7 separate regions of the Mus musculus genome follow, and regions 1, 2, 3, 4, 5 and 6 are each linked to region 7. A link is a contact called in public HiCAR-type, Micro-C and promoter capture Hi-C data. All regions are on one chromosome and are shown on one strand. Each heading gives the region's core, a stretch centred on a gene start, on an enhancer-like site or on the middle of the called end of the contact. The rest is flanking DNA. Distances are from core to core; before and after follow the strand shown. Region 1 holds the start of Gnpat (glyceronephosphate O-acyltransferase). Region 2 holds the start of Egln1 (egl-9 family hypoxia-inducible factor 1). Region 3 holds the start of Tsnax (translin-associated factor X). Region 4 holds the start of Arv1 (ARV1 homolog, fatty acid homeostasis modulator). Region 5 holds the start of Exoc8 (exocyst complex component 8). Region 6 holds the start of Nrp1 (neuropilin 1). Region 7 holds the start of Coa6 (cytochrome c oxidase assembly factor 6).

What was found. Promoter capture Hi-C pulls out the DNA fragments that hold promoters and counts their contacts. Hi-C and Micro-C count contacts between places; a contact is called where the count stands out from the background. HiCAR-type assays count read pairs that join an accessible place to other places. Capture Hi-C pulls out chosen DNA fragments and counts their contacts.
Region 1: a HiCAR-type map of astrocytes shows a contact between it and region 7, with 2.3 times the contacts expected there. The contact joins the promoter of Gnpat here to the promoter of Coa6 in region 7. A contact is called at or near these places in 2 of 39 promoter capture datasets (liver and pre-B cells) and 1 of 115 datasets of contacts at active chromatin or transcription factors (astrocytes).
Region 2: a promoter capture Hi-C map of embryonic stem cells shows a contact between it and region 7, with 2.4 times the contacts expected there. The contact joins the promoter of Egln1 here to the promoter of Coa6 in region 7. A contact is called at or near these places in 3 of 39 promoter capture datasets (embryonic stem cells, liver and pre-B cells) and 1 of 115 datasets of contacts at active chromatin or transcription factors (astrocytes).
Region 3: a promoter capture Hi-C map of liver shows a contact between it and region 7, with 4 times the contacts expected there. The contact joins the promoter of Tsnax here to the promoter of Coa6 in region 7. A contact is called at or near these places in 3 of 39 promoter capture datasets (embryonic stem cells, liver and pre-B cells).
Region 4: a promoter capture Hi-C map of adipose tissue shows a contact between it and region 7, with 2.3 times the contacts expected there. The contact joins the promoter of Arv1 here to the promoter of Coa6 in region 7. A contact is called at or near these places in 1 of 39 promoter capture datasets (pre-B cells), 1 of 115 datasets of contacts at active chromatin or transcription factors (embryonic stem cells) and 1 of 9 other capture datasets (adipose tissue).
Region 5: a contact with region 7 is called in a Micro-C map of the G1E-ER4 cell line, with 8 times the contacts expected there. The contact joins the promoter of Exoc8 here to the promoter of Coa6 in region 7. A contact is called at or near these places in 3 of 39 promoter capture datasets (embryonic stem cells, liver and pre-B cells) and 1 of 484 Hi-C or Micro-C datasets (the G1E-ER4 cell line).
Region 6: a promoter capture Hi-C map of embryonic stem cells shows a contact between it and region 7, with 4 times the contacts expected there. The contact joins the promoter of Nrp1 here to the promoter of Coa6 in region 7. A contact is called at or near these places in 1 of 39 promoter capture datasets (embryonic stem cells) and 1 of 115 datasets of contacts at active chromatin or transcription factors (astrocytes).

Annotation. Positions count from the first base shown.
Region 1 is chr8:124,861,303-124,864,467 of GRCm38.p6, forward strand. It overlaps Gnpat (glyceronephosphate O-acyltransferase), which reads left to right and starts at 1,731. Exons shown (of 16, transcript NM_010322.3): 1 at 1,731-2,010. The coding sequence starts at 1,936. It overlaps 2810004N23Rik (RIKEN cDNA 2810004N23 gene), which reads right to left and starts at 1,727. Exons shown (of 7, transcript NM_025615.2): 1 at 1,583-1,727. The coding sequence starts at 1,670.
Region 2 is chr8:124,947,987-124,951,134 of GRCm38.p6, forward strand. Egln1 (egl-9 family hypoxia-inducible factor 1) reads right to left here and starts at 1,268. Exons shown (of 5, transcript NM_053207.2): 1 at 247-1,268. The coding sequence starts at 1,068. It overlaps Gm46060 (a long non-coding RNA gene), which reads right to left and starts at 239. Exons shown (of 2, transcript XR_001778719.2): 1 at 1-239.
Region 3 is chr8:125,011,712-125,014,805 of GRCm38.p6, forward strand. Tsnax (translin-associated factor X) reads left to right here and starts at 1,330. Exons shown (of 6, transcript NM_016909.3): 1 at 1,330-1,501; 2 at 1,799-1,903. The coding sequence starts at 1,486.
Region 4 is chr8:124,720,728-124,723,688 of GRCm38.p6, forward strand. Arv1 (ARV1 homolog, fatty acid homeostasis modulator) reads left to right here and starts at 1,439. Exons shown (of 6, transcript NM_001368372.1): 1 at 1,439-1,615. The coding sequence starts at 1,457. Ttc13 (tetratricopeptide repeat domain 13) reads right to left here and starts at 1,245. Exons shown (of 23, transcript NM_001373939.1): 1 at 1,010-1,245. The coding sequence starts at 1,235.
Region 5 is chr8:124,896,437-124,899,496 of GRCm38.p6, forward strand. It overlaps Exoc8 (exocyst complex component 8), which reads right to left and starts at 1,269. Exons shown (of 1, transcript NM_198103.2): 1 at 1-1,269. The coding sequence starts at 1,190. Sprtn (SprT-like N-terminal domain) reads left to right here and starts at 1,458. Exons shown (of 5, transcript NM_001111141.2): 1 at 1,458-1,945; 2 at 2,640-2,739. The coding sequence starts at 1,722.
Region 6 is chr8:128,357,718-128,360,837 of GRCm38.p6, forward strand. It overlaps Nrp1 (neuropilin 1), which reads left to right and starts at 1,356. Exons shown (of 17, transcript NM_008737.2): 1 at 1,356-1,915. The coding sequence starts at 1,843. It overlaps A930035F09Rik (a long non-coding RNA gene), which reads right to left and starts at 520. Exons shown (of 3, transcript XR_879381.3): 1 at 1-520. Mir1903 (microRNA 1903) reads left to right here and starts at 1,524; the gene lies at 1,524-1,603.
Region 7 is chr8:126,421,166-126,424,122 of GRCm38.p6, forward strand. Coa6 (cytochrome c oxidase assembly factor 6) reads left to right here and starts at 1,336. Exons shown (of 2, transcript NM_174987.4): 1 at 1,336-1,665. The coding sequence starts at 1,522. It overlaps Gm51604 (a long non-coding RNA gene), which reads right to left and starts at 1,205. Exons shown (of 2, transcript XR_003947620.1): 1 at 1,104-1,205.

The DNA of each region.
Region 1 (3,165 bases), core at 481-2,980, 1.6 Mb before region 7:
AAATCATCTTAGTTTTAATTAATGCCAATACTGAAGGAATGCCACTTTGCATGGGGCCCAGACACAGGCATCCACTCATGTACACAAAGAAACGAAGTGCTTAGGGCCAGGTCTCATGACTTCATGATCTCCAGGACCCACACGGTGGAAGGAGAGAACTCACTCCTGTGGGAGGTGTTTTCTCACTGCATATGGCGGGGTTGACACACACCCGCACATACATAAATAAATAAAGTAACCGGAAACCACAAACACAGGCAACACTTTCAGAAATCAAAATCCTGCCTTCCTTCCCAGATAGCTGCATACACCTCTGACCCTTAGTAATACAATTACGCTAGTCCTCACACCCGGTGCCATCAACGTCATAGTTCCCAGGACCATGTTAAAAGCATTTGCCTCTATACTAGCATGTCTTTTTACCACACTGCAGGGTTACAGGTACATGTCCGGGTTCTTCTTGTTTTCCTTCGGTTTTGGATTTAAAGGGAATCCAGCTAAACTTTAATTGCTTTAATTTGAATACCTTTACTTTCTACTCTATTTCTCATCTTCAGTTTGTTTCTTCTGCTCAGACTCTCAACAGTGATCTGAAATTTCAATCAGGCGTCTAAGCCTCAGTACTGACCTACAGTATGGGCCCAGGAGCTTTCTGAATACTAGCTGTGTACTTGTGGCCAATGTAACTCTGCCAGTATAGATATAAAAATGAATAGGTAAAGTCCAGGTAGCTGGGAAGTAACTACCGTAATGAATTCCTGCATGTGTGAATATCAACTGTATCTAGGATTTTAAAAATTAGTCTTAAAACTTGTGAAAGTCAGCCAGGTGGTGGTGGTGGCGGCGGCGCACGACTTTAATCCCAGCACTTGGGAGACAGAGGCAGGCGGATTTCTGAGTTCGAGGCCAGCCTGGTCTACAGAGTGAGTTCCAGGACAGCCAGGGCTACACAGAGAAACCCTGTCTTGAAAAACCAAAAAGAAAAAAAAAAAAAAAACCCAAACAAACAAACTTGTGAAAGTCGGAGGCCAAGTGTTGTCGGTGGACACAAAGAACCTAACACAGCGCAGAATGTGACATCAGGCCCTAGACCTTGAGACTCGAGCTCTTAAGGAGGACCTTTATGAAGATGTGTGTACATATATGGGTTGCTCTGACAGTTAATGAGGGAAACACACAAAAATGCATGTACATGTACACCTGGTACGTTCTTCCAAGTTCTCAGCTTGCTTTTGCTTTTTAATCGTGTAAGTGAGCTTGGAATTTTGAGCAACCGCTCCAAAATAAAAACAATACAGCGTTTGTTACGTGTCTGGTTCTAAAAGTCAGGCAATCAACGTGAGCTCTTCTGCCTGCCAGTGCCTGTCCTTCTGCGAGTGGCCTGCCTTTAGTAACCATCTCTGATTTTATTTTCCTGCACAGTGAGAAGGAGAGCAAAAGGTCGGCCAACAAGTGGGGGAGAAGGTCCCGGAGAGGGTAGCGCTTGCGGACATGGCTCCAGGAGACCACGTGGGCCGTGGTCCCGCCGCCTCGGGATGCGTTTCACTGTCTTTGGCCGCCTCCTCCCAGGAGCTACGCTCACCCAGGTCGTAGAGGGTCCGCAGAACGGCGTCCAGGAGTGCCTCCGAACCAGGAGGCTCAACGGAGTCCGAATCGTGCTCCGCCGCCATGGGAATCAGCACGGAGACCCCCCCAGATCCCGCCCAGTGCCCACCACTTCCGCTTCCGGCGCGGCTTCTGCGCGTGCGTCACGGTCCCTGCGCGGCCTCGGGCCTGGTTAAGATGGCGGTGCCCGGGGTCCCGTGCAGTGGCCGTACGGAGTGCCACTGTCCTGGGCAGACGGGAGCCGCCCCGTGCGAAAGAACCGCCCCCAGCGGCTGCACTACAGCCGTGTAGCAGACCAGCCCAGGCCCCGCCAGGGACGGCAGCCGCGCCATGGACGTTCCTAGCTCCTCCAGCTCCCGATTCTCGGTCGGCTCGGCCAGCCCTAGCAGTGTGCTCCTCTATGCGGTAGGCGCCTGGGAGGACCAAGGCCCAGGGCAACGTCGCGGGAAGGACAGTCCCTCCCCGATCCCTATGTCCCCAGCCCACGACCCTTGCTTGTCTTAAAGAGCGGGTCCTAACCCAGTTGGGTACGTGGCTTGGTATCCACGGCAACCATGTGTCTGCGCCTCGGTTAACGCGTCTGCTTTTACAAGTTTGTATCGATGGCGGTCCCTCTGTCCCTTCTCCCCGTCAGGCCGGGAGCCCCCGCACACAACATGAGGGGAGCATTAGAGTTCTGCCTGTTGAGTAGTAATCTTAGTCCTGACCTAGCCCGAGAAGACTTTTGGGTCTCCACCTCCCGCCTTCTCCCCAGCCCTCTACCTTAAGTATTCCTGAGAGAGAAAAATATTCGGCTACAATATGCGCGTAGAGTTTTTTTTTTTAACTCTTACTTGGAACCTCAGGAAATTACTGTCTTCTATTCGTTATGTTTGCACAAGTTTCTGAGTAGGATACCCATTGCCACTGTTTTCTGTCCAACTTACCTTCTACACTACCCCCTTCCGCCCCCCACTTCCTTCCTCTTCTAGTTTTAACTGGTGGTTTGCCCCGTTTGGTTTCCAACAGAGTGTTGGTCACTTACAATATTCACGAGCAATTATCAAGGTGGAGACTTCGTGTGCTTTCACTCCGTGGGTTTGCACAATTACGGGTGGGGTGGGGTGAGAATTTGCTTATTTTTATGTGTATGAGTGTACCTGCATGTGTGTATGTGCACCACGAGGTGTCTGGTGCATCAGAGGCCAGCTCTGGGAATTGAGTTACAGATTGTGAGCTGCCCCAATGTGGTTGCTGAAGGAATGACCCTTAACCCTTGTGCCATCTCTCCATCCTCGGGGGAGAGTTAAAAAAAATCTTAATTAATTATTTTTGAAACAAGATTTTCTTGGTTTGTTCTCTGGCTTTGGCACTAGCTGTGAAGCCCCAGGCTTTCTGGATCTTGCATTCCTCATGCCCTCACCTCCAGAGAGCTAGGATTATAGTCTACACCACCACTCTTGACAAAAGTGCCTTTCAAAGGGTATTTCCATGCTATGCCAGTAGTTAACACCATTTTCTTTTCTTTCCTTTCCTTTCCTTTCCTTTCCTTTCCTTTTCTTTCTTTCTTTTTTTTTTTTT
Region 2 (3,148 bases), core at 18-2,517, 1.5 Mb before region 7:
GCGGGGCTTTTAACTAGCTCAGGCACACAGGCAAGATAAGATGCATCACCCAGACCCGGTGTAGCTGGTACCCCAACGACCCCCACGAGTGACCAGGGCTCCGGCAGGCTCTGCACTGTGCACTGTGGCAGACAGTACAAGGACAAAAGGAGCCACGCTAAGACAGAGCGCCGGGCCCCGGGTCTGCGGGGGCGGGGGGTGGTCCTCACAGACCCTCCTCCGGTCGCAAGAGCCCCAGCCACTTACTTTCGTTCGGCCGTTTATCCTGTAGTTGCCCAGCTTCCCGCTGCAGTGGCGGATCAGGTCGTCCATGCTGCTCATGAGCAGGCCGATGGTTTCGCAGCCGGGCTCTTTGCCCTCGATCCAGGTGATCTGGTCCCCCCGGATGTCCTTGGAAGAGTCACTCTTCTGGCTGACCAGCTGCCCGTCCGTGAACTTGCCGGTGTCGTGCAGGGCGCGCACCTCATCGCCGATCTGCTGCCCGGTCTCCCTGCCCAGGAAGTCGTCCACCACGCAGATGCCGTGCTTGTTCATGCACGGCACGATGTACTCCAGAGCCAGCTTCAACGCGGGCAACGGCTTGGTCTGCCCGTTGGGCCGCAGCCCTCCACCGGGACTCAGCGCCTCCCCGGGGCCGCCACCCGCTGGGCACAGGCTGGCGCGCTCGGGGCCCGGAGACCGGCTAAGCGGAGGATCCTCGGAGCCGGGCTCTGCTGGGCCGGGGCCGCTCCGGGCCTGCGCCGCGTCCTCCGGGCCCGGTACGCGCGAGGCCGCCGCGCTGTCCCCGCGCCGGGCCGCCCCGCCGGCGCGCGCGGCTCCGGGGGCCCCACCGGGCGGGGGCGCGACGCGGGGCTGCGCCGGCGCGGGCTGCGCGCGGGGGGCCTCGCCGCCCTGGCACACCAGCTTGTGCTTCTTCCAGTCCTGGCGCTGGTGCTCTTTGCAGCAGTAGAAGGAGCTGCGGCAGCGGCCGCAGCGCAGCAGGTTCTCCATCTTCCCGCACAGCTCGCAGTACTGCCGGTCGCGCTCGCTGGCGCTCAGCACGCCGGGCCCGCCGCTGTCACTGGCCATGGCCGCGGCAGGGCGGGCCGCGGGCCGGGAGCGGGGCGGCGGCGGGGCCGTCGGGGCGCCCGCCCGGGGCCGCCGCCCGCTGCGGGAGGCCGCGCGCGCCCTGGCCTCGCCTGCCTTGCCCGGGGCCGCCTAGCGCCGCATCGCGCCGGAGAGAGCGCGGCCTGCGCGGCGCACAGCGCCCTGGGCGGGCGGGCCCAGCCGGCTGCGTCGGGGCGGGCGGGCAGGGCGCGGGCCTGCGGGCGCCACTCGCTCCGCGCGCGCTGCACGTACACCACGGCCCCGGCGACCCGGCGCGCGGGCGGAGAGGGCGGGGGCCGCGCGCACGCGGCGGGCCGGGCCTAGCGGGCGGGCGCGCCGCTTCCTCCGCCCTCCCCTCCTCCTCGCGGCTCCGCCCGGGGCGCGCGTCGCCGGCCTGCGCGCGCGCAGCTCCACCTGCCTGTCCGGGCCCGCCGGCAGCGCTCCGGGGCTGCCTCGGCCACCTCGGTCCCGCGGAGGAGGAAACGGAAGCTCAGACGGCCGCTGGGCCGCTCCAAGCTCCGGGACGGCCGCTGCGCGCTCCCGGTCTGCTGCTCCCCGGAGGCCGCGGAGGGCACAACAAAGGCCCCCCGGGCAGCCTGCTCCGGGACCGGCTCCTGCAGTCGCCGGGCCTGGTTCTGGCTTTGCTTTGTTTTTGCTTTTCTGCGGTCCTTAAACTCTTGAGATTTCTCCCGGTTCCGGTTCGAGACCTCTGGGTTAAGTAAGGTAATCAGGGCTCGGTTCCAGATCCGCATTCAGGCCTGAAGCTCTCAAGAGCATAGTCCGTGAACGAAGCTGCACAGGGAGTTAAAGTCTCACATTAGAATCTGCCAATAGTGTCTGCAGAATTATGAGGATTATTACGGGCTTTCTTTGTTGTCTTGAGACGCAGCCCGGTAGTCCTCGGAAGTAGATTCTCCTACCTCTTCTGGTCAGTGGTAAGGTGATTAGCGTGAGCCCTCTTTGCCAACTCAGTTATCTGCATTTTGTTTGATTTCAGTGTTGTAAATTGAGACGAACACACTAGTTGCTGTTTCTTTGTTTTTATGAAACCTTCAAACCTCATAGAGCTTGGCACGGTGGTAAACGGCTTTAATGCTGGCACTCAGAGGCAGGAAGATCATTGTGAGATTGGGGCCAGCCTGGGCTACAAAGTGAGTTCCAGGATCAAACGCACTTGCACACACAGCTCAGAGAAACAAACCAGAGACTGTCGGTTCCACGTGTGATTTGTAGTAAGTAACTAGTGGGGCCGGGGCAAGGAGAATGACGGGTATATTTGGAGCTGCAGAGAGGGAAGCAAGAGCTGTACAGGTTGAGGACCAACCTGCTCTATGTGGTGGGTTCTGGGACAGCCAGGGCTACGGAGTTCGACATGGTCATACAGCCTCCAAAACAGAAGGACCTCCCTAGGTGCAAACATTTGTCATAATGTACACACACGGTCGTATACTTGAGTGTAGCCATTGGGACAGACAGCCGAGAATTTAAAATTGCTGTTTGGATGCCAGGGGGAACACAGAAACGGGAATTGTTAGCTCTGCCATTTGAATGAAGTTGCAAGCAAACAACTCCGAAATGTAAGAGCGACAACATTTACACGCATACACTTTGAGAATAATCTTGAAGCTGAACATGGTGGTAGCACACGTCTGTAGTGCCAGCTCTTGGGAGATGGAGACTGAGTTCATCTTTGCTTACACAGAGGCCACCCCTGACTACATGAGCTCCTTCCCAGTGCAAAAATACAAAGCCATTTTGATCTGGGGGTGTAGTTCAGGGGTACAGTGCTTGCTTGCTGTATGCAAAGCCCTCAGTTCATTTCCCGGGACCAAAGAAAATATTTTTCTGAAATGCATACATTGAATGCAGGAAGCAGGCTGGGCCTGTGGCTCATTTAGCTCTTTGCTGGAAGCCTAGAGTCCTAACCTTGATCCCCAGGAACCTCCCCCCACAACCTCCCCCCCCACACAAGTAAGTAGATATAAGTAGAATCAGATAGTTCTTCGGCCTCTTTTTTGCTAGAGTACATACACTTTTTTTTTTTTTAACTGTTTGTAAAAGG
Region 3 (3,094 bases), core at 80-2,579, 1.4 Mb before region 7:
GGGCAAGTACTTCACCTACTGAGCAATCCCTGTAGCCCCACATCGTCAAAAATAGTGGAATACTGGTTTTGTGTGTCAACTTGACACAAGCTGGAGTTATCACAGAGAAAGGAGCCTCCCTTGAGGAAATGCCTCCATGAGATCCAGCTGTAAGACATTTTCTCAACTAGTGATCAAGGGGGGAGGGCCCAGCCCATTGTGGGTGGTGCCATCCCTGGGCTAGTGGTCCTGGGTTCTATAAGAAAGCAGGCTTAGCAAGTCAGAGGAAGCAAGCCAGTAAGAAACACCCCTCCATGGCCTCTACATCAGCTCCTGCCTCCAAGTTCCTTCCTGTGTGAGTCCCTGTCCTGATTTCCTTTGGCATGAATAACGATGTGGAAGTATAAGCTGAATAAACCCTTTCCTCCCCAACTTATTGGTCATGTTTTGTGCAGGAATACAAACGCTAAGACAACTGGTGAATGTGGGCTCAGAAGTCACAGAAATTCAAGATGGTTATGTGTCCAACATTCATCCATTGTTGTTCCCCCACAGCCTTTTCATGCAGGACTCTGCCCAAACCATCTAGCTTTTTGCTGATTCAATGGTGACAGCTTATGGCCTGATTTTTGAGCTGGGAGACCCTCCTGTGATGCTGTTGTGGCCTTGACTTCACTGGCTAATTCTACGTATATCATTTCCATAAGTGTGTCTGTTCCTAAGTTAACAAGAACAGACTGTGTGACTAAAATGTCTGTAACATGCACATGGCTGAACTTGACTCAAGATGTTGGGCTTTGTTCAATAAGTAATCTTAATTGAGCATGGTCTCTAATGGGCTGCTGGAAGCCTCAAAGGAATGGTACTAGCTAGGTGAGGTAGCATGTGCTCAAACAACAGCCTTAGGGCTTGACAATGTGACCAAACTTTCCATCTATTCCAAAGCTGCTTCTCTTCGAAGACCTTGCGACACTTCCAGGTGCCACGCACCCAGCACATGCCAAGGGCATGCATGGACGCAGGAGGCTGCTCAGAGAGGCGAGGGGACAGGAGGCCGCTGCCCGCGACAGGACTACACAGCTCAGGTAGGCACTCAACGGCTTGCACCACAACCTGGCACACCGGAAGCATGCGCGACTGAGAGAGAGCGCCGGGTAGGCACTTGGACGTGGGAGAAGCCGGGACACAGACCGGAAGTATGTGCAGCACAGGGAGCGCGCCGGGAGCCCGGCCGGAAACGTGCGCTGCTGCAGGAGCGCGCCCGCCCGCATGCCCGCCCAGGCGGTGTGGGACACGGGCCGGAAGTGTGTGCGGCCGAGGGGACTCCGCGGCGGACGCAGCTCCCGGCTGAGGCTGCGTGAAGGATCCGCTTCCGGCGGCCGCCTACTGCGACCAGGGTGGTGTGCGCTGTCACCCACGGGCTCAGCGCGGCGTCCCGCGACGGCCTTTCGCTGAGCTGGCCCGGCGGCTGCGATCCCTGCGCGTGCAAGCCGAGGCCCCGCGGCCATGAACGGCAAAGAAGGTGCGGGGCCGGCGCGTGGAGGGGAGGGGCTGGCAGGGCCTGGCCCCTGTGCTCGGCTGTCACCGTGCCATCCATCGCACGCCCCCAGGGGACCCTGCGGACCGACCCAGAGCGCAGCCGGGTGCCTGGGGTCTCAAGCCGCGTTTTGTGCGACCCCTGCACCAGTGCACGAGTTTGGGGACCTGTGTGTGGCTGGAGAGGTCGAGCCCTGTGGGTACCGGGGGACGAAGGGGATAGCCTGGGCTGTGCTAGCGCGGCATCGCAAGGGCTCCATCCATCTCTTCTTTTCTGCCTAAGGACCAGGAGGGTTCAGGAAGAGGAAGCATGACACCTTCCCACATAACCAAAGGAGAGAGGGGAAGGATGCCAGTTTGTCTTCGCCGGTGATGCTGGCCTTCAAATGTAAGTTTCCATTAGGAGAATTAGAACCATAACCGTAACAATCGTGTCGCCGTAGTGTTCGGGTGTGGGGTCGGTTAGGGAGCCTTTAGTCCATGCCGATGTAAGGCTTAGTTTTCCTGAATGTTTCGTGTTGGTGCTAGGTCTGCCCAGAAAAAAAAAAAATCTGTATTCTAAACATTCCGATATCAGGATAACTTGACCAAGTTAATAGAACAAGAATACCAGTGTACATGTATGTACGAGATTCACTAATAGTTCCTGTTCTATGCAGAGTGCTACCTCAAAATAAGTCTTGCCAGTCTAGTAACCAATCTAACACACTCTAAATATAAATATATGTGCTAGTAAATGGTAAGTGTGAAGATGATGTTACATACAGAACAGTTGGTAAGAATGTGGCAGATATTTCCATATTATTTAACATTTAATGCTTTTTATGTGGGACTTTTTACTGTTTACTAATGTTAATATAGGCCACCATAGTCAAGGGCTTTGGGATATAGATGTTTGCCACTTTGCATTTGCTAAAAGTAACGCAAAGTAAAAACTGCTTCATATTTAGGAAGAAAGAATTAGGTTGCACCTTGTAAAGAGAAGGGTCCCAGCTAATGTGTGGACAGTTTTGTTTTTGTTTTTGTGTTTTTTTCTTTTTTGTTTTTGTTTTTTTTTTCGAGACAAGGTTTCTCTGTGTAGCCCTGGCTGTCCTAGAACTCACTCTGTAGACCAGGCTGACCTCGAACTCAGAAATCCACCTGCCTCTGCCTCCCAAGTGTTGGGATTAAAGACGTGCGCCACTCCCCCCCCTCCCTCTTCCCGGCTAATGTGGACAGTTTTAAAAGAACATAGCACCTACAGTGGTCTTCATGAGTGTGAGGAAACCAGGTAAAATTGACATGGCTGAATACTGAATGAAGCAAGCTGGTCGTTTCCCACATATTTGCTGTTTTCCTGTTTCTTTCTCTCATAGGTGGATAGTTCTTTGAGCTTGGATTTGTTTCTGACTTAGTGCTTTCATTACCAGCCCAGTGGACCATGTTCTCTTTGATACCCAGCTCAAGTGACTCCTTGGACACGATGGTTACTTTCATTCACTTCCCATCTGTATTGTCTGGTTTTGTGTCAACTTGACACAAGCTGGAGTTATCACAGAGAAAGGAGCTTCAGTTGAGGAAATGCCTTCATGAGATCCAG
Region 4 (2,961 bases), core at 189-2,688, 1.7 Mb before region 7:
GACAAACAGAAGAGAGGCATTTCCTACTAAGAGCCTTTGGTGGTTAAGACAAAATCTGTCTGTAAAGTTGAGCATGGAAGCTCACACTTGTAAGCCCAACTTGGAGGGTTTGTAGAGAAGGATCGTGGTAAATGCAAGTTCAAGGCCAGCCTGGGCTCAGAGAGACCCTTTCTCAAAAACAAAACCTCATAGTCAAGTAAACGGAGTCTCCTATTTACAGACAAGTTCACAGACAGGTAACCCCCTGCCCTGAATCAGGAGGTGACATTAACAATGGTCATTCGATTCACTAAGGAATGCTGGCCACATCAGCTGCAACAGTGTTGGGAGGCAAAGCCAAGACACAAAATAAGTCCAAAAGCCATTCCAAGAAGTCAGATGGTGCTCAAAGGAAGTCAGATTGCACTAATCTTGAGACTGCATCTCAGCTAAGAAACTAGGTAGTGTTTGGGTAGGCATATGGTGCTGAACATTGGTGGGATGTTTTAAAAGGCATTATCAGCCAGCTGCTACTAGGTATAGAAGACCCAGACCTTCCCCACGGCAAGTCGGAGGGACACCCACTGAGGGGAAGGGAGAGTGGAGAGGGTACTGATGGGTAAAAACGCCCACTGTACAACTCAAAACAGAAAGAGCATGTGCATTTTGCCCAGAGCCTGACCAATGAATGAGCCTGAGCAGCTGGAATGCACGCAGGAATCAGGCCTGAAGCTCTCTCTCTACCGTTGGGGGTACATCTGAGGAGCACGGGTCAGTGCTCATGTCACCCCGCAAATCCAACCTGCTTGCACCTCTCAAGATTGGATTCCTGAGGTGGGGATCGGGCAAATCACCTACCGGAGCAAGCAGAAAGAAGTCTGACTTCCTGGCCCGTGCACGCCAGCAGGCACCCTCCAGGCAGGTCCTTATCCCCGCCGCCCACCTGAGCCCATCCCCGGTGCCCCCACTTCCCAGATGCTTCCACGCTGGGCAGGGGCGGCCCAGGGAGAGGGCGGCTCGGCCCACTCACCGCACTCCGGGTACTGGTCCGCCCAGTCCCCCGACTGCGGACAGCCGCCGCCCGCCGGGGCCTCCTGCTGCTGCCGGTGCTGAAGCTCCTGCTTCAGCAAGGACAGCGGAGAGTAGTGCTCGGTGGCCCGCGCGCAGGCCAGCGCCCCCAGCAGCAGGAGCAGCGGCCGCACCACCGCAGCACCCAAGCTGCCCGAGCAGCCGCAGCCGCAGCCGGCAGGTGCCATCTTCCCGCACGGCGCAGGCGCGGCCCTGCTCTGCCCGCCGCGGGCAGGTGGGCGCGGCGCGCAGCCGCAGTACCCGCTGGGAGTTGTAGTCCTCGCCCTGTTAGCCTCAAGCACTCATTCAGCGCTTGGACTACAAGTCCCAGTAAGCCCTTGGGTGCCCCTCCCAAGGCCAGTCCAGGCGTCTTCCGCCAGCGGCCGGAAGCAGGAGCCCTAGAGTGGCCATGGGGACCGGCGGGCGTAGGGGGACGCGGTCCGGGAAAGGCACGGAAGGCGCAGCGGCGACTTCTTCCTCTTGCCTGTATCGTTGTATCGAGTGCAACCGAGAGGCTCAGGAGCTGTACCGGGACTACAGCCACGGCGTGCTCAAGATAACCATCTGCGTGAGCGCGCCGGGGGGCGGGGCGCGGCTAGGAAGGCGGATCCGAACTTGCTGTGGTCCGGGGCGAGGCCTGGGAGCTTGAGCACGTGGGGGAGGAGTGGTCCTTGTGATGGTGTGAAAGAGAAAGCAAGGATGTGCTTGAAGACTGCCTAGGCCATAGATGTTCTAAGACTTGTGGCACCCAGGAGTGGTGGCGCATTTCTATGACTCCAGCACTCCACTCGCATGCCAGGCAGGAGGAGAATCACGAGTTGGACTCCAGCCTCGATTGCCGCGAGAGAGAGAGAGAGAGAGAGAGAGAGAGAGTGTGTGTCTCAAGCGAATAAACGAGTGATGGAGAGAGATGTGATTCACTAAGGAAATAGGAATTGTAGCAGGAAGCGTGTCATTCTCTTGTTGATCCTGAGGAGATGGAAGCAGTATTTGAGGTCTGGTACTGTAGAGAGTTCTTAGAAGAAAACTGTGTCTTATCGGGGTACTTGTCAATTTAATAGTAAATAATACAACAATTTAACCGAAATGGAAAGCATTTACCACGGCCGGGGATGTTGCTCGCCATGTAGGGCAGCCTTAGATTCCGGCTCCAGCACCACGCCTGTAATCCCTGCAATTGGGAGATGGAGGCAGGAGGTCCAGAACAGAAAGAGAGGGAGGGAGAGAATGAATGTCTCTCTGTGTGTTTCCTCTTTATACTCTTAAGTGAAGGCAGGAGGAAGCAGTGGAGAGAGTTCTGGTGGGAAAGGACTCACTGATTCATCAGGTCCACTGATGGAGGAAGTCAGCGTGCTCCCTATGTGAGGATGGATGGACACAGGGTAGTAGAAGGAGGTTCTTTGGGTAGAGGTCACTGCCTCTCATTGTAACAGTCTTCAGATGGCAAGATGGCATGCTGTCTTAGCCTTCTAAACTGTCAGGTCCCTGAGGTTAGAGGATTGTGAGTGGCTCCAGGTGATTAGCTTCTTGGAGCCCATGAAGTTCTGGGGAAGGAGAGCTCTTGTCCTGTCGCATCTACAGCACGAACATCTGGCTGATAAGTGATACCGAAGGAATAGGAGGAGTTTTGTGTTTCCTGATGCTGGTCTTTCCCCTCCTGCTTCCAAATTTGTCTGCCTCCTTGTCCTGACATTTGGGATACTGTCCAGAAGTGGGATTTAGCTAGCTTTTAAAAGACAGAGAGGGACTTGCCATTTTAACAGTTTCTCTTGGCACTAATGGTGCATCTCTGGGCTTGGGGGAAGAGATATAACCTCCACATCTGTGCAGAAAAAGGGGATCTGGGAAGAGCCTCCGTCCTGGGCTCGACATCTAAGAGTGCTTGCTCTTAACTCACAGGTAATTGAAAAAATG
Region 5 (3,060 bases), core at 19-2,518, 1.5 Mb before region 7:
CCTCTCAGAGAGCGATCCGGGGAGAGCTCAAACACAAGCACCTCGGTGAGCTGTCGCACTCGTTCGTCCACTTTGGCCCTCAGCTCTTTCACAGGAGGTGGGCTGGGCTTATCTTCCAGGTAGTGATTTAATTTGTCCAGCAAGTCCACGGCACCCTCAAAGTCCCTCTGTGCAATACAAACATCCAAGTCTTCCGGCAGCTCTTGGATCCACTCCATGGAAAGGTCAACCTTTTCCTCCTCCGCCTCAGGGGTGGCCAGTTCTTCATCATCCTCGTCCTCAAACGGGTTGCTGCCCTTGGAAGTGACCGGTGGTGGCGCACGCGGGGCTGCTGCCTCCTCCTGCTCCCGCCTCCTCTTGTCGCTGAGGGCCCTCTTGGTTTCCTCCAGCACTTCCAGCCACTCGCGCTTGATCTTGGCATTTTCCGCCTGGAAGATTCGGCTCTCGGGGAACATGAGAAGCTTGAACATGTCTTTCATGGGCGGATTGTCTTTGACGTTGACCACCGCCAGGCGGTCCAGCGGGTAGAGTGCGTTGTAGCGGTACATGCCTCGCCGTTGTGGCAGCCAGGTGGCCACCAGCAGACAGTCGTTCATGAGGAAGCCGTGCACGCGCTGCAGCTGGGCCATGTGGTCCGCATCGTATTCCACCAGGTCCCCGTTGTACACCAGGTACTGACCTGGCGTCTCCAACAGGTCCCTGCAGCCCTCCACCTTCTCCAGCAGCGTGGTGAGCGTTCGCTGCTTGCCCTCCTCGCCCGTCCCGGAACCCTCTCGAGGGACGCCCGCCGGCCCGGGCAGGAAGCCCGCCTGGACCGCCCCGCGCTCCCGCGGCCCCGCGCCGGCCGTGTCCTCACCCGCAGAGGCGCCCGCGGCGGCGGCGGGCAGCAGTGCCAGCGGGATGCTCTCCAGGCTGCTCTTCTGCTCAGTCAGCAGGTGGCTCAGCTGGTACATTTCGCTCTCCAGGTAGGAGATCTCCCGCGCCGTCTCGATGAACTGCCGGTAGTTCTGGTAGACGTTGCGCTTCAGGTTCTGTGCCGTCTCCTCTGCCAGCGCCTGCACCCGCTGCCGGTGCTCCTGCAGGTCGCGGTCGCCGTCCGACTGCTGCGACAGTTGCTTCACGTACAGCCGCGCCTCGAAGCCCCCCGACTCCAGCTGCCTCCGCAGGCGGCTCGCCCCGCTGTCCGACATGGCTGCCACTCGTCTTGCTCCCGCGGCCCGCAGTGGCTGTTACTCGCCGCCTCCGGGCCCCACCCGAGCCCGGTGGAGAAGGCAGCGGAGGAAGCGGGGCGGGAGCAACACCCAAACGCCTGCGCCGGAGCCGAGCGCTGCATTGCGCCTGTGCCAGAGTCGAGCCGCTCGCACTGCGCCTGCGCCCGGGGCGGAGTGCGGACAATGCGCCTGCGCGGAAACGGCAGCGTCTTAAGGCGCGTGCGCGGACGAGCCAGCACGGAAGTCAGAGGAGGGTCCGGCACGGACCAGACTTGACGTGTGTCGCCGGACCTCAGCGGCTGTCAGGAGACAACCGGCTGCCTAAAGCCGTCCCCAGCCCGAGCCCAGCGTTCCTAAGCCTGTGCCCGCGGGGCAGCGCCGAGCCACCTTCGGTTAGGCGTTCGAGGCTAGCCCGCGCGCCCTGACAGCAGGGCCGGGAGGCCTCGCGAGATCCGTGCGCCGCACGAGCCCGACCGGCGTCTTGGGAGCGGCCGAGGTGGGAGTAGCGGGATGGACGAGGATCTGGTGGTCGCGTTGCGGCTGCAGGAGGAGTGGGACGTGCAGATGGCGCGGCGCGCGGCGGCGGCGCGGGAGCCCGTGTCGTTGGTGGACGCGTCCTGGGAGCTGGTGGACCCCACCCCAGACCTGCAGGCGCTCTTCCTGCAGTTTAACGATCGCTTCTTCTGGGGTCAGCTGGAGGCGGTGGAGGTGAAGTGGAGTGTGCGCATGACCCTGTGAGTGCGTCCGCGAACGGCTCGGAACGTCGGGAAGGGCCAGGCCGCTAAATTGTCGTTGGTGTCCCCGCCTCGCGGCGCAGGGAGAGGTCGCCGGGAAACGTGCCCACTCCCCAGTCCCGGGCCCAACGTCCCTCAGTGATGAACCAGCCGGATCCCTTATCAGAGTTTGAGAAATCCTATTCGAGATAGTAATCTGCCCCGCACATACACTGTCACATAGCAGCTTGAGGTAAAGCAGGCTAAGACGTAGTGTACTTCTAACCTCATACCAGCCCTGTGACTGTTTTGGGAGAAGTGCCCATGTATGCCTGTGCGGAGGGGAGAGGGTGACAGTGGGTGAGGGTTAGCAAGTGTTAACTCTCTGAAGCCAAGTGACCCACTCAGGAAAGCCATCCTCCCATCAGGGACGTTTTCTTGTGAAACAGTTCTTGCCCAAGAACTGTTAGGGATTTGCTGCCCACCCCCACCCCCTTTTTTGTGGGGAGAGGGGAGAGGGCCTCACTATGTATCTGTGGCTGTCCTGGAACATACTCTGTAGACCAGGCTGGCCTGGAACTCGGAGATCCTCCTGCATCTGCCTTCCACGTGCTGGGATTAAAGGCCTGCACCACCATGCCAGACTAAGGTTTGCTTTTTGTTCTGTCTCCTCTGTATTCGTTGACCCTAATCCATTGTTGTGACTGTTTTCCAGGTGTGCTGGGATCTGCACCTATGAAGGGAGAGGAGGCATGTGCTCCATCCGTCTCAGTGAGCCCCTGTTAAAACTGAGACCAAGAAAGGACCTTGTAGAGGTATTCTTTGCATAAGCCTGATTCTCAACAAGTTGATTTGCAGGATTTATTTATTTATTTATTTATTTTTAAGAGATGGGTTCTTTGTTTGTTTGTTTGTTTGTTTTTCGAGACAGGGTTTCTCTGTGTAGTCCTGGCTGTCCTGGAACTCACTCTGTAGACTGGGCTGGCCTCGAACTCAGAAATCCGCCTGCCTCTGCCTCCCAAGTGCTGGGATTAAGGGCGTGTGCCACCACCACCCGGCTAGAGATGGGTTCTTGATAGCAGCCCATACTGGCTTCAACCACAAGATCCTCTTGCCTCTACCCAAGGGTTTACAGC
Region 6 (3,120 bases), core at 106-2,605, 1.9 Mb after region 7:
TAGGAGTCAGTCTCTGTGGTGGCAGTATGTCTATAAATGCCACTTCCCAGAAGGCGTATGACCTTTTCACCTTACCCACCAGCTCCTTCGGAGGTCATTGAGCCCGGTATATGTACTTGATCAGAAGCCTCAACCAGTTTATGTCCCTGGGTGTCCTTGCTATTCATAAACCAAAGCCACCTGCTGCAGTTCTCGGAAAGCCCTCGAGGATGGAACCGGACTACATGGGGGAGGGGAGGCACTGGGCAGACACCAGGGACGCACCTCGTAAGTGGGTGGCGTATGAGGCTGGAGGATCAGTAGACACAATTGCCTGTAATCTAAACCTGGCACTAGGAGACCCTTGCAAAGATCATCCTGTCACCCTCACAAGGGGTCGTTGCCAGTCTTATCCTTCCCTCGGTGTGCACAGAAATGGGTCCCTCGACCCCTGATTCAGATTCTTGGAGTTCTACGTGGCTGGTCTGCGACTGTTGGCGGCTGCCCCCTAGCTGAAAGGCGCGCCACCATCCATCCTCCGAGCTCATGTAACCCCAAAGAAGAGGGGACCAAATCTCGGGGAACAATGCAGCCTGAAGCGTCAGGGGTGGGGATGGGGGTATCAGGTACCCATCCTCGCCTTTATGCACGGCGAGGAGACCTTGTTCCGCTGCAGCCAGGGTCCGTGCTCTAAGAAAGTCTGCCTATGCTTTACGTGGCAGACTGGGTCACAGTTCTCTAAGATCAACAGCGTGTCTCGCAGAACAACCAAGGCGTTCTTCTTTTAGTCTAAGTCCTACTCGGAGCGTCCTGGAGCGCCCGACTGCTTCCTGCCCCAAACCTCAGGCTGACACCCAGGAAGTGAAAGCGGGGACTGACAGCGCGATCCACGCCTCCGGGGGCGCCGGTACCTAGGGATTAGGAGTTCCGTGAAGTAGCAGCTAACCCCGGTCTCTCGGAACTCCTTGACTCCAGGATCCTCGCCTACACGAGCAGCCTAGTTCAGTTCTGGGGTGCAGAGATCTCGTCAAGGTAGACTAGCCTGCCACTGGGGCTGGTACCACTTGTACTGCCCCTTCTGACACACATACGTGACCTTGCGCTCTGGGCGCAGACAACCTGCTCCCTAGTGACCTTCTTCCCGCGGAGAGCACAGCAGGGTACCCGGAGGTGGGGTGGAGGGGGGAGCCCAGAGGACCAACCGGGAAAGCACGCGGAGAGAAACTTGTGTCTCTGAATCTCCAGCCAGGCAATCACTGGCAGAGCTGTGCGGGGAGGGGGCGGGAGGAAGGGAGGGAAGGGCTCTGGGAGGGAGGGGGAGGTCGGAGAGAGAGGCGGGTGCCAGTGGAGAAAGTCCTTGCTCTCCCGCTCATCTTTTCATTGCTCTCTCTCCTTCCCGCAGACAACCCGGACCTCCTCTGGGCGCCAGCTCCTCGGCTCCAACCCGTCCAGAATCAAGCGGGATTTTTTTTTTCTTTCCCTCTAGAAATTGGCTTTGGTGTGTCGCCCGCCCTCTCCCCTCCTCCTCGCAACTCCTCCCCTCTTTTTTTTCCTCCTTCTTCTTCTTCCTGAGACATGGCCCGGGCAGTGGCTCCTGGAAGAGGAACAAGTGTGGGAAAAGGGAGAGGAAATCGGAGCTAAATGACAGGATGCAGGCGACTTGAGACACAAAAAGAAAAGCGCTTCTCGCGAATTCAGGCATTGCCTCGCCGCTAGCCTTCCCCGCCAAGACCCGCTGAGGATTTTCTGGTTCTTAGGCGGACTTAAGAGCGTTTCGGATTGTTAAGATTATCGTTTGCTGGTTTTTCGTCCGCGCAATCGTGTTCTCCTGCGGCTGCCTGGGGACTGGCTTGGCGAAGGAGGATGGAGAGGGGGCTGCCGTTGCTGTGCGCCACGCTCGCCCTTGCCCTCGCCCTGGCGGGCGCTTTCCGCAGCGGTAAGTGACAGCCGGAGACGGGAGCAACCAGAGTGCCCGGGGCTGCCGAGTCCCCTCGGGCGAAGGGGTTCCAGCCCCAGCCACGGGACTTCCAGCCCCAGCCACGGGACGCGCGCACGGCTGCCGGGCGCAGGAAACTTGCCTGCGCAAGGAACGGAGAAGTCAGGGCGTCTGGGGCAGGAGGACCACAAACCCTCGGCCCCCTGCTCCAGTTGGTTGCTGGCTTCTCCTGCCTCTGTTTCGAGACAGAGCTGCCTACCTTCCCAGATCAGCACACCAATTATCTTAATAATGTTTCCTCCCAGAGGCAATTAAATGAGACTCCCTTTCAAAAATCTGATGGCTGCTGAGAGTTAATGAACACTTCACCGGGAGGACTTCCTGGTTCTCCTCAAAACACCCCTGCTCGGTTTCCTCTGGTGGGCGACACAGAGAGATAGCGGTCAGTCTTGGCGCTGGAACTCTCCGCTGCCTTTGTAAACCGTCTGTGATCAGTCTGAAGTATGAATGAAAGTCGCACTGTCAATAAAGGCTTTGGATCTATTCAGTGTGAGGTACCAGCGTGTCTGAGAATTCGTAACCCTGTTGCAGCTTCCAGTTGGCTTTTAAAACCACTCACTGTTAAGTAAATGAAAGGCAGTCCTGGGTATAAACAGTGCCTTGGAACATAAAGAGTGTGTTTAAAATGGGATCTGGTACAAATGTGTTCCACGTCCCCTGGAAAGGTGCTGAAGGCTAGGCAAGGGCTGATCGGAACAGTAGATCTTCATCATTATTATTAACTAATAGCTAAATGTTTACTTTGTCTGGCTCAGATTTCAATCAAAGTAATTAGGAGAAAAGTGCATCTACCACTTATTGTAGTATATTGTTTTAATAAGAGCTGAGCGGAGGGCTCTACCAGGAAGAATTTAAATCACTCCTTTATGATAGAAGTTAATCTCCTTAATGTGCTTTCCCCAGGTTTTGTGATTTCAACTATAGATCTCCCCCAACAGGTACCAAGCAGTGTTCTCAAAAGATATGCAAAATTTTTGTGAACACGGCTGGAATTCAATTTATTAATGAATTCGAGTTGGCGGCATCTTCCTATATACTCTGGAAGGGAAGCCAAACACTCAAAAAATCATGAATGTGGAGTTCAATTTGTTAATGAACCTGAGTTGGTGGAGTGCTTCTATACTCTGGCAGGGAATGAAATATCT
Region 7 (2,957 bases), core at 86-2,585:
TTTCTATGTCTTACGGTTTGTAGGTATAGTGAATGCCTGCACTGCAACTTGTCTTTTCTGTCCATTTCATGATGCTGTTTGGGTTTGTGTAGATGAGTGGGGCTAAAAAAAAACCTTTTCAAGGCTGCATGCATGTAGTACCCCCATGCATACAAAATAATAAATTTTTAAAAATTAATTTTCAACCCCTAAATCATATTTTCTCATACAGGTCCACCAGAGTTTTGAATAGGACTTTTTTTTTTTTTTAATATATTGGCAAGACACTGGGGAACATACAATGCATAATGTCTAACACCTTCAACAAAGTCTTGGATGGCTCCCATAATCATGTACATTAATCCTTCTACAGCAAACCCTCTTAGTTAAGTGAGACATATAAAGCATTATCACACCATTTTATCCCTCTCCCTCCTCTTCCTCTCTCTTATAAATCAATGAGTTCCAAGGAGTTTGTTATTTCAGAGTTGGGGAGGTTCTGTAACTAGTACAAGTTAACAGTAGCAAGAATACAGGTAGAATTTAATTAGTAAAAGTCGAGAGGAACCTCCTGGAGGAACTATCTGGAATTTGTCTGTAGAAGGATTTTCAGTGCAAATTTAAATTTCTACTAGCACCATCTCTCTAGAAACTGTACACTTTGCTAAACTTCATTTGTTTATAAGAGCCTCACTTTCTTGTCATCTACAGAGCTAAACTTCACTACTGAAATTGCTACTGTTATTTCAGTTTCCAATGAATTCTTGATTATGACGGTCGGGAAGAGATATACAGACAGCTGTGGCTGGCTGCGAACATCACTGCTTTTATTTCCCATTTCATTCATGTCTGCTCTTGATGTACCATTATGCACAGTCATAATTGCAGCCATATCGATAAAATGAGATAAATATACGAGACAGGGTTTCTCTGTGTAGCCCTGGCTGTCCTGGAACTCACTTTGTAGACCAGGCTGGCCTCGAACTCAGAAATCTGCCTGCCTCTGCCCCGCAAGTGCTGGGATTAAAGGCGTGTGCCACCACGCCCGGATACCTTTTTATAACCTGACATTGATAAAAGGCACAGGGAACCTCTAGCATGGCCAACCTCAGCTTCACCCTCACCCAGAGTCGGCGCTCTCCGGCGAGCTATCCCCTTCTCACCACACTCTGAGAACGGAGCTTGGTGCCGGCTCGGCCGCCTCCGCCAATTCCGGGTCCCTCTTCAGCCAATCAGGGCAGCCGCAGCTACAGAGGGCGGTACCAATCAGATATTAGTTTCCGCCCATAGGCCACGCCCCTGGTGCCGGAAATTATCCGCCGGAGAAACGGACTCGGCCGGAAGTCCCGCCCTTCTATTTGCAAACGGAGGCCGGGGCAGGTCAATCGGCGGCGGGTACTTTCGCAGTGAGTTTCCCTGTGCAGTCGGTGGACCTGCGGGGCGACACCGCCGTGCGGGAACCACAGTCCACACCGCTCTCCCACGTAGGCTGAGCCCCGGTCGCATGTTGCGTGGCTTCCCGCGTGACCACTGCAGGCAGGAATGGCAGCCCCTTCCATGAAGGAAAGGCAGGCATGCTGGGGTGCGCGCGACCTGTACTGGCGCTGCCTGGACGACAACGCGGAGGACGCGGCCCGGTGCCAGAAGCTGAGGAGCTCGTTCGAGGCCAGCTGCCCCCAGCAGTGGGTAAGTCCCGCGGGGTGCAACACATCCCTGCGCGCACCCTCACCTTAGGGTGGGTTTTGAGGAGCAAGGTCACGCGTTGGAAGTCACCAGTTAGTTGGTATTACTGGAGAAAATGACAGCGCTACCAGACTCTGGAGAAGGGACCTGGTGGTACAGCGCTGTGACTTCTGCAGGCGTCCATAGCCTTTCTCACAGCTCCTCCCCTAGAGCCTGGTCATATTAAGCAGTCTGGCTCACTCAGTATTAGTTCTTCCCTCTCTTCGCCTTGTCCCAGCCTCTGTCGACTCCTATAAAGACTGAGAGGTGTGTCCAAAGACACTCGTGCATGAGAGGGTGGGGAGGAGATGGAGGATCATGGGAATGTGTTCTGAGAGAGACACTTGGATTCATTCGCTGGGATTTTAAATTCAGCCTTGGGAGGTCTTGCATCCAGATTTATGCCGCGGGAGTCATGCATCAGAGGAGAAACATTTCTCCAGGATGAAGCAGCCTCTGTAGTGGAGGATTCGAACTAAGATCCTGAAGTGTACGTGTACTCTGCTCTACAGCGGTCCTATGAGAAAGATGTGGGCATGTGCTATGCAGGGACAAGAGAACCACAGCTCAGGGTGGCTGGTGCACCCACAGGTTCGGGAGGAGAAACACCCTAAGAGGTGCTGAGTTCTGGACAAGCTGTTGTCAACACCAAAATACTGCTCTCGCTTCAAGGGCTAGTCTGTTTTGTAGCCAAATATGAGTGACTGGCTCAGGAACAGAGTATGAGGTTTTCCCCAGATACCATTTGGCAGAAGTTTTATGCAGTCTTATGGAACAGAACAAACGGTGGAAACAAAAGGTAAGTTTGTTACAGCAAAGGAAGCCTTCTGGTTGGTGGAAGCCAGTGGTCTGTTAAAACATTACAGAAGGTTTCACCTGTCACCAGGGTGTTATGTCAGTCACAGAAGAGGGCAAGGGATTAAGAGAGCTTAAGAGTAGAGAGAGCTAAAGACAGACCTGGCAGCAATCAAACCTCTCCGTAGTCACTCCCGTTCTGATCAATCAGTCCTGTAGAAGGTATGGCTTGTCCCACCCCATTTAAGTTGGGATGGAATGCCTAAATTACCTTTAAATGTAATTGTCTCTTGGGGCATTGATCCTGACAGATGTTACAATAATTTGCCACAAAATGTGAGGGATATCATATGCTTTTTAATCTTATATCCTTTATGCAACACCCATTCTAGTGCAGTTAGTTCAAGATTGACAGACAGACTGAACAGATTTATGAATACCATGTCAAATACAACAGAGGG